Regions from separate parts of the Sus scrofa genome. Here region 1 is linked to region 2. The links are chromatin contacts, called in public HiChIP or PLAC-seq maps. All regions are on one chromosome and are shown on one strand. Each heading gives the region's core, a stretch centred on a gene start, on an enhancer-like site or on the middle of the called end of the contact. The rest is flanking DNA. Distances are from core to core; before and after follow the strand shown. Region 1 overlaps SLC16A10 (monocarboxylate transporter 10). Region 2 overlaps LOC110260565 (a long non-coding RNA gene).

The links. HiChIP or PLAC-seq counts read pairs in DNA pulled down with a chosen protein or histone mark.
Region 1: a contact with region 2 is called in an H3K27ac HiChIP or PLAC-seq map of alveolar macrophages. The contact joins two enhancer-like sites. A contact is called at or near these places in 3 of 47 Hi-C or Micro-C datasets (mesenteric adipose tissue, retroperitoneal adipose tissue and subcutaneous adipose tissue) and 2 of 2 datasets of contacts at active chromatin or transcription factors (alveolar macrophages and skeletal muscle).

What each region holds. Positions count from the first base shown.
Region 1 is chr1:77,117,786-77,120,840 of Sscrofa11.1, forward strand. All of the region lies in intron 4 of SLC16A10 (monocarboxylate transporter 10), which reads left to right. Among named protein-coding and RNA genes, the nearest start is that of MFSD4B, 40 kb to the right of the region's middle. Within about 2 kb of position 1,281, at least 6 of the 83 cell types and tissues checked have an H3K27ac peak or open chromatin away from gene starts, as enhancers often do. A contact at or near this core is called in alveolar macrophages, where this site is marked.
Region 2 is chr1:76,533,985-76,537,107 of Sscrofa11.1, forward strand. All of the region lies in intron 1 of LOC110260565 (a long non-coding RNA gene), which reads left to right. Among named protein-coding and RNA genes, the nearest start is that of SLC22A16, 67 kb to the left of the region's middle. Within about 2 kb of position 1,262, at least 17 of the 83 cell types and tissues checked have an H3K27ac peak or open chromatin away from gene starts, as enhancers often do. A contact at or near this core is called in alveolar macrophages, where this site is marked.

The DNA.
Region 1 (3,055 bases), core at 31-2,530, 580 kb after region 2:
ATATTTTATAAATTTCAGGAGTTCCTGTTGTGGCTCAGTGGTTAATGAATCCGACTAGGAACGATGAGGTTGCAGGTTTGATCCCTGACCTCGCTCAGTGGGTTAAGGATCCGGTGTTGCCATGAGCTGGGGTATAGGTCGTAGACTTGGCTCGGATCCCACGTTGCTGTGGCTGTGGTGTAGGCCGGCAGCTACAGCTCTGGTTCAACCCCTGGCCTGGGAACTTCCATATACCATGAGCGTGGTCCTAAAAAGACAAAATAAATAAATAAAATAAAATAAAAATAAAACTAGACAGTAGTGAAGTTTATACAACCTTATTAATGCACTAAACCCCACTGTGAATTGTTCACTTTAAATGGGTGAATTCTATGGCATGTTAAATTACATTTCAATAAATCTCTTATCCTAAAAGAATGTGGAGGCAAAGAAAAAGATTGAAACAGTCTAGGCAGGAAGAACCAGAGCAGAGATGTTGGGATCAAACAGAGTAAAATATGGGTACAGGGAATGCGAATTCAGTGGAGCCACCTAAGCTGGGCCTGAGATTTGTGACTCAGGAAGCCGTGGAGGGTTTTGCCATTTTATCAAGATCCATAATTCAGTAACTTAGAGATGATGAGTTCGTTTTTGTCATTTTAAGTTTGCAGTGCTTGTGGGGAAGCCAAGCTGAGTTTGGATGGAGCTCATGAAAGAGTGTGGCTAAGAGATCTGTGGGACTGTGGGATTCATGGGCTTGTGTGGGGTGACTGGAGAGTGTGGAAGGGAGACGTGAAGGGCGTGGCCAAACTGATCGGAAAAAGTGGGGCACATGGTGGTTCTGGGGGCAGGAGTAGTCAGTAGGGTCAGTAGTGCGAAGGCAGTCCCATTAAAGATGGAAAGGTTTTCACTGGATTTAAGATAGAGAAGTTTCAGTGGGGTGGCAGGTGCAAAAGACTGATCATGACCAGCTGATTAAGTGGAAATGTAGGCAACTTTGTCCAAGAGCCTGGCTGTGAAAGGAGGTAAAAGGGAGCCAAAGGGGAACTTGGGGCTGGGGAGGGCACATCGGCTCACTGTAGAGATAAGAGGCGGTATGTGAGCAGGGCCTAGGAGGAAAGGTGGGACTTGGGCGCAAGACAAAGATTGGAAGAGGTATTGATTACAGATAAATTGCCACTGATTGATGTGAAGTAACAGCCACCCCTCCGCATGCTGGACAGGGAACGAAGTGCCCCACATACATCATCTCCTTTATTTCCTGTCCAGCCCTTTGAGGAGGGGACCAGCACTACTTCCACTTAGGGATGATAATGCTGAGGATCAGAGAGACTGCCTCACTGTAGGTGCCTGTGTTTATGTCCAGGCCGGGAGTCAGCCACAGGAAGAATCCTGTCATCACACAGCTGGAAGGAAATTCAGACAGCTGGTAGAATGCCACTTTTTAAAGTAGTTACGGTGCGATGATCATTCCCCCTTTTATTAATACCTAACTGTGAATATCCCTGTCCAACATTTAGCGAACATGGCTCAAGTATCAACGTCGCCCTCTAATGGACAACTGTTGTATTACAGACTTCTGGTTTCCTTTGATTTACTAAAAAAAATTCTGGAATTCCCAAGGTGGCTCAGTGCTCATGAACCCAACTAGTATCCCATGAGAACTCGATTCTATCTCTGGCCTCACTCAGTAGGTTAAGGATTTGGTGTTGCTGTGAACTGTGATGTAGGTCACAGATGCAGCTTGGATCTGGCTGTGATCTAGGCTAGCAGATGCAGCTCCCATTCAACCCCTAGCCTAGGAACCTCCATGTGCCTCGGTTGCAGGCCTAAAAAGACACACACACACACACAAAATTGAGTGCCTCCTGTGCCCCAGGCACCATCCTAGATGCTGGTGGGGTGATACTAACAAGACAGACATGGTCCCTGAGTTCCTGGAGCCAGACTTGACACGGGAAAAAGCTGGGCGTGTCTGGGGACTTGAGAAGACAGGGAGAGTGGCCTGGACCAGGCTGGAGGGAGCACGGCTCAGCAGGAGGAGGGGCCACATTAAACAGGGCCTTGACATCCAAGATGAAGGGTTTTCCCTTTAAGTGTAGTACGTCTTTGTTGGAGAATGAAGTGATTTTATATCTTAAAGTCACAGCGGCTGCTCTGCGTGTGGAGGATGGATTACTGGGAGGGAAGCAAAAGTGTAAGCAGGGAGTGCGCCCAGTTAGGAGATCAGTGTGTCCAGGTTAGAGATGATGGAGGCCCAGACTACGGGGCTACGATAGATGAAGTCCTGGTACATTTAAAATCAACACTGTACTCCAAAACAACTCTAGCGAGTTCCCCCCTAAAGGTGGGGCAGTCAGGCCATTTACAACATTTTGGGGGCACATATGTTAGTGTTTCATGTAATTTACAGAAGAAAATGTAGCCTTTGCTAACTCATCCCACGTCTGGTCTGTGGTTACACAGCAGTGAGTTAGGAGTCAGGAATTTCATTTGGGATGGAAGGCTCACCACAACCTGGCTTCTTTTAGGTTGTCTCTGGTTTTTTTCAACCATGTGTGGTACACATATGGCAGCACATGCTGAGTCACAGGCGAGACACCTGCAGACCAGAGAGGCCTCCAGTGTGTCCTGTGCTTCGGGGAGCCAGCGCCGGCTCCATGCTGTGACATAGTGGTACAGGAGCCAGTACAGGCCACGCCCCATAGGCAGCTGGGCTCCCGCCTCCACATCACTCCCCATAGCTCTGTCCTCTTTCCTGCTGCCCTATCAGACTTCAGTGAGGTTTTTTTTTTTCTTTGTCCTTTTAGGACCACACCCTCAACATATGGAGGTTCCCAGGCTAGGGGTCCAGTCGGAGCTGTAGCTGCCGTCTACGCCATGGTCACGGCAACACGGGATCCGAGCTGAGTCTGCGGCCTACGCCACAGCTCATGGCAATGCCGGATCCTTAACCCACTGAGCAAGGTCAGGGATCGAACCTGAGTCCTCACTGATGCTAGTTGGGTTTGTTAACTGCTGAGCCACCACGGGAACTCCCAGTGAGGTTTCTGATTCTCGGCTCTGTCTTCTCCGC
Region 2 (3,123 bases), core at 12-2,511:
AATCTCTTTACTGTGCAGCAGAAGTTAACACCTTGTAAATTAGCTACAATTTAAAAATTTTAAAAAGAATACTGCAAATAGGTAGCTAAACGAATACCAATCATGGTTTCAAATTTCTGCAACAGCCTCTTTGACATTATAGTGACCAAGAGCCTGGGCTCTGAGCCATTTAGTAATGGTGTAACCTTGGGCAAATTATAAAACCTCTCTGTGCCTCAATTTCCCCATCTGTAAAATGCAGATAATGATAGTACTTCAGAGGATTGTTGGGAGGATTAAGTGGGTTACTACGTATAAAGCACTCTATATGTTAGGTATTATTACTAATATTTGGGAGTAGGAACACCCAGACCCACTTATGCTAGACCCCCTCAAGTCCCCTACAGTCTCTCCCACGCCCCTTCCCCATAAATGCAGCTCCTAAGGGGTACATGGGCTTGGTGCAACCTCTGAATCCTGCGGCATAGCCCGTCAATTCTACCGGTCAATAAGACACCCGCTTGCTCTTCTATCATCAACGCTGGACAAAAAGGCTAAAAGCCAAAACAAGTAAACTGGCCCCCACATAACTGATCCAAACAGCTTGGGGCCTGGCAGTACCAGTGGAAGAGCTTGAAAAGAAAAACAACCAAAAACAACGCACAGGCTTGTCTTTGTCATGGCTGACCCAGCTCACAGCCAGGCACGGAAACAGAGCGGCTTTATGAGAAAATGCCTTTCTTTCCACGCAGTAATTGAATCCAGTTGTGGACTGAGGTTGCACATTAGTAGGGTTTAAGAAAGGTTTGCCTCTTAGATACATCAGCTCCAGCTGAACAATCATTTATTTCTGTTAAATTCTTGTCAAGCAGGGTATTGCAGCATCCACGGACAATATAATCCTCTGGAATCTGGCTCTCACACTCATCCTACAGATAGGCCAGGAATCTTTTAGGCTCTTCAAAAACTAAATCTCTTGGGTAGAATCCAAGACAGCCCCTCTGGATAATGAATTTGGCTTTGTAGCAATAGTGTTTGGGGCAGTTTTAGGGCAGCTGAGTGCTCAGATCTCTTTAGATCAACTTCAACATAATTCCTCTTCAAGGGGGCTCTCCTTGTCTGTTTCCTGTCTTTCTCCCAGAAAAGGGAAGAGCTTGCTTGTGATCAGGGCAGGAGGGATCAGGGTCAGATTTGGTTGCATCTTGTCCTGTGACTATTGCTGCCTGCTGACAGCATGCTTCACTCAGTAAATGAAATGAAACAGTCCCTGTTCTAACAACTGCCACCCGCGTCAGGACAGTGAGTCTTACACCACCCTGCTGGAGGCCTGCCCTGGAGCCCTCAAGGGCACAGATTCAAAGGTCTCAGCCAGAAACTCTTCAGTAGTGCATGCTTTAAAAACATTTTTTTTTTAATTACTTTGGTAGTTTTGTAACGAAGCAATGGGAAGTAGGGTGGCATATGGGTTAAATTTAAAAGAGTAAAGTTTCTTTTCTAGACCTAAAAACAAAAGAGTTTACCGGACATCCACTATGTGCACTGAACTCTGTCTGTGCCACAGTCTTTCCTGTCTTTGGGTTCTTTATATGAGCTTCTTCCAGCTTCTCCCCAGAAAGGCTTTTCCACCATATCTGTCAGTTTGCTGGGCAGGGAATAAATGGCTCATTCAAATAGAGGGGTGTTGGAGTTCCCGTCATGGCTCAGTGGTTAATGAATCCGACTAGGAACCAGGAGGTTGTGGGGTTGATCCCTGGCCTTGCTCAGTGGGTTAAGGATCCGGTGTTGCTGTGAGCTGTGGTGCAGGTCACAGACAAGGCTGGGATCTGGTGCTGCTGTGACTGTGGTGTAGGCCAGCAGCTGTAGCTCCAATTAGACCCCTAGCCTGGGAACGTCCATATGCCACGGGAGTGGCCCTAGAAAAGGCAAAAAGACAAAAAAAAAAAACCAAAAAACAGAAAAAACAGAGGGGAGTTGACTAAAGGGACAGCCATCTCTCCCTGGTTGCTGGGGCCTCTCTGTTCCTGCAGTTTGGAGGAACTGTGGGATGGTCTAAGTCAGAGGCTAAGATGCATAGCAGTTACAAGTGGAAGGCCTGTCTCTAGGCCTCCCAGAGCTCTCTTTTTGCCACCTGCCACCCAGCTCAATCACAGGCCCCCATGTCACTTGGCCTGTGTGGATGAGCACAAAGTGTAAGCTCCCAGGTGAGGTTTCCCCTAGAAACCCCTGGCAACCCCACTGGCTCCATTGTCACAGCTGAAAAGGTAGAAGGTGGATGAGAAAGATATCAGTACTATGAAATCTTTGATTTTCTAAAATTGAGTGGAAAAAAGAGAAAATGAAAACAAAGGAAAATTATTTCTGTGAAGTGAAGTCCTGTTTGGTTTGAGCCCAAAGTTTCTGAACTAAGTCACCGAACACCTAGCTATGCTGGCCCCAGGCTGGCCACAGAACACTAAGATGCCTGAGATCCAGCCCCTGGTCTGTTTCAGGACCCCGGACTGTGGCCAGATGCCCTTGCCACCACTTCAGAGCCCCCTCCCCCTGTATTAGTTTTGTAGGCTACATAACAAATAACCACAAATGTGGTAGCTTAATACAACAGTTCTGTATTCTTTCATAGTTCTGGAGGTCAAAAGTCTGAGATCAAGCTGGGGGCAGGGCCATGCTACCTCCAGGAGTTTTAGGGGGCACCCCTTGCCTCTTCCAGCTCTGGTGACACCAGTCATTCTTTGGCTGTAGCTGCATCACTGCCATCTCTGCCTCTCTCTTCACATGACCTTCTCCTATTCTCTTGGTGTCTTCTCTTTTGTCTCTTAAAAGGGCACTTGTCATTGGATTTGTGTGCATGGGATAATCTAGATGAACTCAAGATCCTCTCATCACATCTGCAAAGACTATCTTTTCCAATAAGGGGGCTTCATAGTTCCAGGGGCTTGTAGTGGGTTGAGAGATGATGCCCTAAAAGATATGTCTACAACATGCCCACCCCACCCCCATCTTCATTCTCTCCCTGCCTGTGGATTATCACACTCAGTGTAGAAACATGTCAGGTTTGCCTCATCAAAAGAAAAATCACTTCCTCCCCACTGTCTCGTCATGGTTCTCTCAAAGATCTCCAGCTTCTGTGCTCAGCCCCTTTGCCAA